Regions from separate parts of the Zea mays genome. Here regions 2 and 3 are each linked to region 1. A link is a contact called in public Hi-C data. All regions are on one chromosome and are shown on one strand. Each heading gives the region's core, a stretch centred on a gene start, on an enhancer-like site or on the middle of the called end of the contact. The rest is flanking DNA. Distances are from core to core; before and after follow the strand shown.

The links. Hi-C and Micro-C count contacts between places; a contact is called where the count stands out from the background.
Region 2: a contact with region 1 is called in a Hi-C map of ear, with 2.6 times the contacts expected there. The contact joins the promoter of LOC542350 here to the promoter of LOC100304270 in region 1. A contact is called at or near these places in 4 of 25 Hi-C or Micro-C datasets (ear, endosperm, leaf and 1 more).
Region 3: a contact with region 1 is called in a Hi-C map of ear, with 2.9 times the contacts expected there. The contact joins the promoter of LOC109942268 here to the promoter of LOC100304270 in region 1. A contact is called at or near these places in 2 of 25 Hi-C or Micro-C datasets (ear and tassel).

The regions. Positions count from the first base shown.
Region 1 is chr9:137,418,009-137,421,105 of Zm-B73-REFERENCE-NAM-5.0, forward strand. LOC100304270 reads right to left here and starts at 1,624. Exons shown (of 9, transcript NM_001361395.1): 1 at 1,323-1,624; 2 at 1-906. The coding sequence starts at 738.
Region 2 is chr9:137,003,376-137,006,472 of Zm-B73-REFERENCE-NAM-5.0, forward strand. LOC542350 (vacuolar sorting receptor homolog 1) reads right to left here and starts at 1,517. Exons shown (of 12, transcript NM_001305862.1): 1 at 774-1,517. The coding sequence starts at 1,080.
Region 3 is chr9:137,062,549-137,065,645 of Zm-B73-REFERENCE-NAM-5.0, forward strand. It overlaps LOC109942268 (WRKY DNA-binding transcription factor 70), which reads right to left and starts at 1,523. Exons shown (of 5, transcript XR_002264989.3): 1 at 1,075-1,523; 2 at 855-959; 3 at 58-712.

The sequences.
Region 1 (3,097 bases), core at 374-2,873:
ATTTCTGTCAGATCTGTGACGCCGCCAGTCTTCATATCCATCTTTTATAGCAGTCACAAACAACACAAAGAGTAGTGGGAAAAGAGAAGCAGTTCTTCCAAATACAGCTAAAGGAGGGAGCTGGTTAAGAGCAGCTATAACCAGGAAGTATACATATGCCAACCGATGAAACTGTATGAAGAGGTTCTTAGGCAAGAACGTAATCAAAGTGTACTTGCTTGTCCTGATCTCATTCCCTGTAAATTCATATCGATCATTTGTCTTGTTAGGATCATTAATGTATATTTTTCTTGGCTCTTGCTCGGATGGATCTTCAAACTGTGAGCTCTTGTTCCTGATTCTCTGGGAGCGATTTGGCTTCTCATGTGAAGAAGATACCATTCCAATCTCTAGGGATGATGGAGAATGCTGCCTCTCCATTGCGCCACCCCAAGAAACCTTCCGCTGCCTCTCCTTCTGAGAGCATTCCACTGAGAGACGATGGAAGAATTGTGAATCAGCAGACTGGAAGCGCTCTGCCACCCTGCTCACATCAGACAACTCGCGTAAATGTCTTGGTTGAGCCTCCCTTTCATCCGTGAGTGTGACAGAAGCCGTTTCACAATCCTCGTACAGTGAAGAAGAGAATGAATCAGTTGCGCAGAGGCAGCCTAATGAGCCTACCGAAGGCCGAGCTGGCTTTGAAGGTGAATCTGCACTTCCCGATGATGACAGGAGCAAGGGATCACCGGTAGTCATCTACTGCAACCTACCAACCACTGCATCATTGGAATAAGGAATCTGGCTACAAGAAGGATGGGCTCAGTTGCACGGTGCCCACTTCCAGCACGCTATATGCTGAAGCCATCTCATGTTTGCACAATTTTCAGCACCAAGCAAAGCTCCACAAATACAGATTACTCCCACCTATTGAAACAAAACATATAGCAAAAGCTTTAGTCTCATCAATCAGTGCAGTCATGTAAGGACAATAGCTAACAGGTTATGGAGCACAATTCCACGAGCACTCAAAGCGGGATTAATACTCCACAAGCTTCTACTGGATGAAGGTAACTTGAAGTAAAAACAGCTCAACCAGCAACTATTGAGCTTCGAACGGGAAACAATATTACTCACAAGGGGGGAAACTCAAAATCGTATCAATCAAAATGAGTACTCGATTCAAGCGCCTAAAATCCAAATTTTCTAAGACCGGAGCTATGTCCATACGGTGGATCGAACAATATGCAGCGGATAAACCCAAAAAATACTTTACAGAGAACATTTCCCAGATCGCGCCAAAGAGAGACAATCGGGGACCAGGACAGGGTCGAGACACGCACCCACAGTCGCCGCGCCTCCGGATCGAGCCAAACCAATGCCGAGCTGGACGTCGGCAGCGCCCTCCCTGTCGGCGCGGCGGATCCGGCGGCGCGCCTTACGCGGATCCGAAACGCACGGCGGCGCGCTCCCGGGTTCGGACCGCGCGGATCTGGCTGCGCCTGGCGGTGTACCCGGCAGCTCGGCAGCGACGTGGCGAGGGGAGAGGCGGAGACGACGGCGGCGAGGTACGTGGTGCTCTCGCTTTTTTTTTCGCGCTCGCAGCTCGGGGACGGTGAGGGAGGTGGGAGGAGGTGCTGGACTTGGACGGGTGGAGGAGCGCCAAGTATTTGTTGAGAATTATTATTAATAATAATAATAATCAATCCATGCTTAACTTTAAAGAGCGTGTTGTCACTCTCTTCATAACTATCCACTTTCTATTTTAGATTAGACTCCGTTATATTAATAACATACATATTATAATATAAAATACTCTCTTTATCCCAAATAAAATTTGTTTTATCATTTAGTTAATTCATATAATAATTATAGTGTATTTATTTTACATATGTGTCTAGATTTATTATCATCCATTTAAACATAAACATAAAAATCAAGAGCTAAAACGATTAATATTTTAGGATGAAGGGATTAATATTTTAACATTTTTATACCAGCGAGTTTAATACATATTAACATATAAATCGTGCTAATGTTACGATCTCGGTGGAGATCGGAGAGAAGGGGTTGATGGCAAATGCGACGATGCGAGGAGAGAGGTTGACGGCAGCGACGAAGCTAGTATGGGGAGGGGGTGACAGGACGCGTGGAGGATGAAGGGGGAGACTGGGAGCAGCGGGATCGCGGGAGAGGAGAGAAGGGATTATCCAAATAATATTGTTAATTGGATTTTAGTAAGTAAGGAGAGCAATCTAAACTGTTTGTTTGATAGTGTTAAGTTTTGATGCAATTTGTTTAGTGGATTTAGTGGAGATTATAAGCGTGTGGGGGTTTGGTTGGATGGTTTTTGTAAGTTTAAACTGGTGAATATTATAGACTGGGATAGATATAATGCTAAATAAAATACACAGATATAATGCTAAATAAAATACACAGACAACCGTTTACATCTTTCGCTCTTTGCTTCTAACAATATTCACCTGATTCAGCGCGTGTGCGCGCGTGATTTGTTGCGCCGTTGTGTTGTACGCTGTTTGGACCTTTTGGGCTGTTTCCAGTTTCGCCCAATGCGTTGGGGTTATCGTGGAAATAAACATGTCTTGAGCAGATTATGGCTGAGTTCAGTCCAGACGTGGCAGTTCATATTCTCTGAGTTGTTGTGCTGCTCAACGACCCTTCCATTCTCTCTCTCGTCTCGAGCTAAAAGAGAAGAAACCGCCTCCCGTTTTGAAGGGGTGTTTTTGGCAGTGTAGTTTTTCTTTTCTCTTCTGAGAATGTGATTGGAATTCTTGTGCAGCGCCATGAAGCATCTCATGAGATCGATTAGTGTGGGTATCGAGCTCTCCATGAGAGAGAAAAAAAAACTGTACAATTTCCATCATTTTATCGCAAATTAAAACATAGGTTTTTTGTGTGCAATGAAGTATGTGAAAGTTATACAAACACATGGCATGTCTCCTAGTGGCACATCTAGTCAGGGACATATGACTTTTGACTTTTGTGTCCAGTGTTAAAGTTTTTCTTTGCCTGACAAGAAACTAGCCGAGCACCTTCGTGCGAATGGATGTGTGGGCAATATTGTCCACGAGAGATTAATAGCAGTCTCTCTATTTCA
Region 2 (3,097 bases), core at 267-2,766, 410 kb before region 1:
TAAGTCAAATATTTGTAGTATCATCTCATTCAAATTGAACTGCAAAATATTCTTAACTCGTTTTAAGAACTTATGAAGTTTACATCATCTCAGCTCTGTATTCCACTATAGTTTTATTTTAATAAACTGCTTGACAAATACAAAAATAATCCTCGACCAGAGATATAACTGCATGATCACAACAACAGCTGTTTCAAGGGAATGGAAGCATTTTCTTAGAAAAAAGGGTAGGCTGCATTCAATTTCAAGGGAATGGAAGCCCGAAATAGAAAATTCAAAGAACACACCTCATAGTAGGGGCAAGTATAATCAAGAGTATGTTTAGGTGGATGCGTGAAGGGGAGAGGAGATGAGAGAGAGCGGAAACGGGCTATAAGCTTCCCATTGGTTTAAGCACAAGAACCAAGAACTTTGTCAGAGATGAGTGGACATCTATTAATCTGCCTACTATATAAGTTGGGCTGAGAAATTGTCTACAAAGATCTATTATTAATAATCTTTACTCTTCCTTTTAGGAATGTAGGAGCCAGGAGGCTAGCAGTTCGTAACTGAACAGTAATTAATAATAGGAAGTAGAGCTAGATTGAACGAAACACGATAAAAGACCACCCTCCCTAATGCGGTTCACTAATTTGAGCAACCAATTTCCAAAGAACATGTGGACAACAGAAAAATAGGTTTCCAAAAATAACTATCGCGCGCAACTTTGAATGGAGCAACAACAGCCCGGACCAGAAAAAAAAAAGGGGCAGGACAGACAGAGCCAAGGTCACCTCCGCGGTCGACGAGGACGAAGATGGGTCGTCCCCCAGCCTGCTTGGGCTTGAACGAGATGTCGAACTGGTCGAAGCTCTGGCACGCCTTCCGGTTGGACTTGGGGTACTCGACCCATCCGTGCAGGGTGCCCCCGTACTGCGGCACCCCGAAGTTGCCGATGGCGCACTCGTACTTGCCCTTGAGCTCGTCGGGGGAGGTCACCTCGAGGCTGTTCTTCTCCACCACGAACCTCCCCGCCGCCGCGTCCGCCAAGGCCAGCGCCACCACGACCAGCAGCGCCAGCCACGCCTGCCCCCTCATCATGGCTCCCTTCTGCCCCGATCGCACCGCTCTGCTACAGACCCTCAGCGCCCAGTGGAGTTGCTGATAGAGCAGAAGCTCGAATCCCCGTGCCGGCTGGAAGTTCCAGTTCCTTGGAAGTACTCGTGTGGGGCGAAGGGGAACCAGCGACGGAAGATCGATCTATCCAAGAGACGGATAGCGAGGTGCGGAGATTCCCACGGGCGCAGGCGCAGATCTGCGGGCCTATAGATAAGTACCCCTCGGCCCGGCCACAGTGGACAACCAATTGGAGGCGGCCGGCGAGATCTAGCCGAGGCCGACCGGCTGCTGCTGGGTGAGGAGAAGGAAGGGATGCCAGGCGTTGGACGACCGGGAAGCAACGCCTCCGCGTGGGGAAGTCGTCGGCTGCCTGCTCTGCTCTCCTCGCCTCTCCTCACCCCGTCCAAGTAGAGCCCTGCCAAACAAGTCACCCGAACGACCAGAACCACACCACACGCGGATCGGAAGCTGACAGTGTCCGTCGCGACGCGGGCGGCCGTTGGATGGGCGATGGGTGGGCCAGGGCGCCGGCGATGACTTGGACCCTCGTGCATGCATGCGCTGCCACGGCGTGAGCTCGGGGATCGCGTCGCGTGGGTCAAGGCTGGCGGTTGGTTGGGTTCGGTTTTCTTGAATCTACAGCTTCGAGATTCGAGCTTGTCAACGTTCTTGTGCCCTTCAGCTCATGCTCAAGTGCTCAACTGCCCAAGGAAAATTAACCGAGTCATTCACAGGGCACTTTGAATTGTTTATGCAAGTTTATTTATTGTGCACGTCTAGGATGAAATCGTGAAACTGAGAGTCAACCAAGACAGACGGGCAGCCAAAGACAAGAGGACTACTACTGCTGCCGGAGTAATTTACATCGATCAGCTTTGCTTCACGGGGAAGTAAAACTTCTTCTGGAGTTCAATAATGATACAACAAGCCCATCCACATCGAGTCATCAGGACCTACCGTTCTGAATTTACTTTCCAATAATCAGAATCGGTCGCTATCGGAGTATCCGTCAATGAGACGCAGATTCATGGTCCACTTTCAGTTATTGCATCTTGCAATCTCCGTGGTCCATTCTGTGATGCCGGACCGGATAAATGCTCATCGCCTTGTCATCTGCCTCTACCCCCACAAGGAAACAGATAAGCATCGTGCATTTGCCCAGACAGCAATATACGGTGACAAAATTGGTCATTTTGTAAAAAAAAACATTTTGTGAGGTTATTATTAAAATATGAACTGAGTCTCACCATTCAGAGTCGCTTGTTGAGATGGTCGAAATATATATACGATTTAGAGTCTAAATAAATGAGTTACGCTCTCGAAAAGATACTCCAACATAAAAAATTCTGACCCATATCCATTTTTTTTCAAAAACCTATTTCAATGTCTAGGATCATTCCCATGCCCGAAGTCCTAACGGAGTTCAAAAGTTGCGATGGACGTCCGAACTTTCGACAAATATAAAAAAAGACCATGTTTGGATCTGACCTTTTGGATTCCGATATGAACTGTTTTAAACTCATGGAAAAACTTGAAAAATACGTCTTGGAAAGGTTTTCTAATAGATAAGATTACTCCCTCTTTCTATCTCTATGTATGTATATATATTGGATGATCATATCCGATTGAGTAAGCTAGCATCCAATCGCTCTTTTTACATATATTCCTCATTTTGCTCTAATCTATTTCAACCTCATGTTGTTTATCGTTTGATTCGACGCCCTAGTCTTGTTGATGGACCTATAGCTATCCATCGATGTCCTTGCCTTGACAAGGTCCCTTTCGTATGAGAGCTTCGACGGTTCCTCTGCTAGTTTGCTCGAGAACTAGTTGTTCTTGGCCACATAAATGTGATAACTATCTTTTGCTGATTTGCTTGTGAACCTCGCCGCTCTTCGCCGTAAAATTATGTTGGTTACCTCATGTGTTCTTTGATCTATGGTAGCTCGGGCAATTTAGTCAGAGTTAGTGTATGATCGATCTTTGCGTGAACACACTT
Region 3 (3,097 bases), core at 273-2,772, 360 kb before region 1:
ATTAAAGTTTATATAAATTAAAGAAACAAAATCCAGATAGGAATCATTCCGACTCACCAATTCGGTACAAACGAACAAGGGCTGACATAGCTCGATTCCTTGCTATGGATCCAGTCTAAACATGTCCTCGTCGTCCTCACCGCCGCCTATGCTCCCGAGCGATCCGACCACGAAGTCGAGGCTGTTGGGAGAAGGCGGGAAACTGCCGGCGGCGGCTGCGCCTCCGCCGCCGCTTGCCACGCCACCACCAAGAAGTGTGCCTGCTGCACGGTCCGGCGCCGACGACGCCACCCCGGCCGAGCCCACGACGACGGCGCCGATCAGCTGGTCGTCCGCCACCTGCATGAACGAGCCGGCCGACGAGCTGAACACGTCGTCGCTGGTGCACCACGACGTGGACAGCTGCTGGTGGTGGTCGGCGGCGCTCCTGCCCATCGCCAGCTGGTACTGCTGCTGCGAGGAAGAGGCGCCGTTGCTGGCCGCGTTGTTGGAGTTGGAGCCGAAGCTGATGAGGTTGTTGGCACGGTCGTCGTCGGGCTCCTCCGCGCGGGCGGCGGCGGCCTGGTGGATGAGCGGGATCGACGAGAGGTCCCGGCACGTGTGCTCGCCGTAGTAGGTGACGACGTACGTGGACGCGTCCGTCTCGCAGCGCTGGACCTGCCTCTTGGCGTTGCAGCCCTGGTCTGCCTTGTGCGTGCACCTGTAGTAGCTCCTGCAATGCGCCGCGCGCATGCATGCAAGCAAGCAAGAGCAAACACGTTGGGGGTCCGTGATCTGTTCGATCCTCGACACATATACGTATATGACTATGTATCATATATAAACTGAGCATGAAGAAGTATGCATGTGTGTACCTTGGATAGGGTGAGTCTTGGATCTCTTTCTGCCCATACTTCCGCCACTCGTGCCCGTCTTCCAGCGTAGCAGTGATCTTCTTGTCAGAGGGGCGCTGTGATCTGCTGAAATATATATATGGTGAACGAATGGGCAGAGCGAACGAGAAACCAGTCAGAAACAGTGCACGGCATGCATGAACAAGCTGCTCAGCTCATTAAGCGAACTGTGCATGCTCACCTTCTGCTGGAACCTTGTTTCCTCTTGTTCCCGCCCGACCTCCCCGACTGCTGTCGCTGTGGCCTCGCACCGTCCGGTCCGGCGGCCCGGCTCCGGCCTACTTCGCTTGTATCCAACGCCGATATCGCGCTGGACAGCTTGGCCAGCACGGCGTCGATCTCCAGCTGCGCCCACGCCGCGCGCTGCTCGTCCAGCTGCAGCAGCAAGATCCTGAGCCTCGCCACGCCGTCGCGCGCCTCGACCAGATCGTTCACCGCCATGGCCGCCGGCACGTGGTCGTCGCTGCCAAACGACGCCATGGATCGGTCCTAGTCCCTGGCTAGCTAGACCAGCCGTCGATCTAGAAACCCACACTGGGTGGGCTGTTGTTATACCTAGCTAGATACAAACCGCACACGAGACTACGCGAGAGAGAGAGAGAGAGAGAGAGAGAGAGAGAGAGAGAGAGAGAGAGAGAGAGAGAGAGAGAGAGAGAGAGAGAGAGAGAGAGAGAGAGAGAGAGAGAGAGAGAGAGAGAGAGAGAGAGAGAGAGAGAGAGAGAGAGAGAGAGAGAGAGAGAGAGAGAGAGAGAGAGAGAGAGAGAGAGAGAGAGAGAGAGAGAGAGAGAGAGAGAGAGAGAGAGAGAGAGAGAGAGAGAGAGAGAGAGAGAGAGAGAGAGAGAGAGAGAGAGAGAGAGAGAGAGAGAGAGAGAGAGAGAGAGAGAGAGAGAGAGAGAGAGAGAGAGAGAGAGAGAGAGAGAGAGAGAGAGAGAGAGAGAGAGAGAGAGAGAGAGAGAGAGAGAGAGAGAGAGAGAGAGAGAGAGAGAGAGAGAGAGAGAGAGAGAGAGAGAGAGAGAGAGAGAGAGAGAGAGAGAGAGAGAGAGAGAGAGAGAGAGAGAGAGAGAGAGAGAGAGAGAGAGAGAGAGAGAGAGAGAGAGAGAGAGAGAGAGAGAGAGAGAGAGAGAGAGAGAGAGAGAGAGAGAGAGAGAGAGAGAGAGAGAGAGAGAGAGAGAGAGAGAGAGAGAGAGAGAGAGAGAGAGAGAGAGAGAGAGAGAGAGAGATGCGAGGAAATGCTAATTGTGAGTCATTCTTAATTTACCCCCATGGTTTATCTGGGATTGAGAGGGAGGAAAAGGCGGTGTGGAAAGGCAGGCTGAAATTAAAAGAGTGAGCGGAGGAAGCTGCATGGAAGGCAGGCAGTAAACCATGGGAGCCGGTGGGCTGGTCTCTGGCTGGCCGTCGCCGATGGATACCCGGAGGGGGAAAGCTAAGGATCTACCGGATCGATCGGTGCAGGCACGGAGCCGTCATCGCGATGACACGGGTAGCGTGAGATCACGCACACGCATGGACGAGGGTCACCGGCCGAGTCTCACGATCAGGAAATGCCTGGGCAGTTTCTCCGACGACCGTCCATTGCGCGGCCTCGCGGGGTCCGGTCCGACGACTGGAGACTGACTGGTCTTCGGCAATCGGCGTGCATACACATGGATGATTGGAACAGGGGAGACGGAGACCACCAGCGTCATTTTAATTAAACCGGAGCCACTAGCTGCTGCTGACTTGTCTGCTCTCGCCCCGTAGGGTCGCGCATGAAAGGTTCCGGAACGACTAGAGATTCGGGAATGTTTGGTTTCTTACCTCAGTGATCAGCTCACCCAAATCTAAGCCATACCCGCCACAGCCATGACATTGGTCTCAGCTTGATTAATTTGATAGAAATTATGAGATTGATAAAAAAAGGCATAGATGGATTTTATCGTGATCTAAATACCAATAATAGAGGCCTAGAAACTCGACTCACTCAGTGACACTAGTATAAAAGAGCTCAAAAACTACGGTAGGACAGACAGTTGCAGTTATCAATCACCACCGCTATTTGTAGTGGTGGTTTCTTAATAAAATCGCCACTAGAAATCATATTTCTATAGACGGTTCGTTAAGAAAATTGTCACTAGAAATACATAGTGGCGGTTTCTTAAGGAATCATTACTAGAAATCATTTTTATCTTTAATTTTTTAGTTTTTCAAATGACCTCGGATAA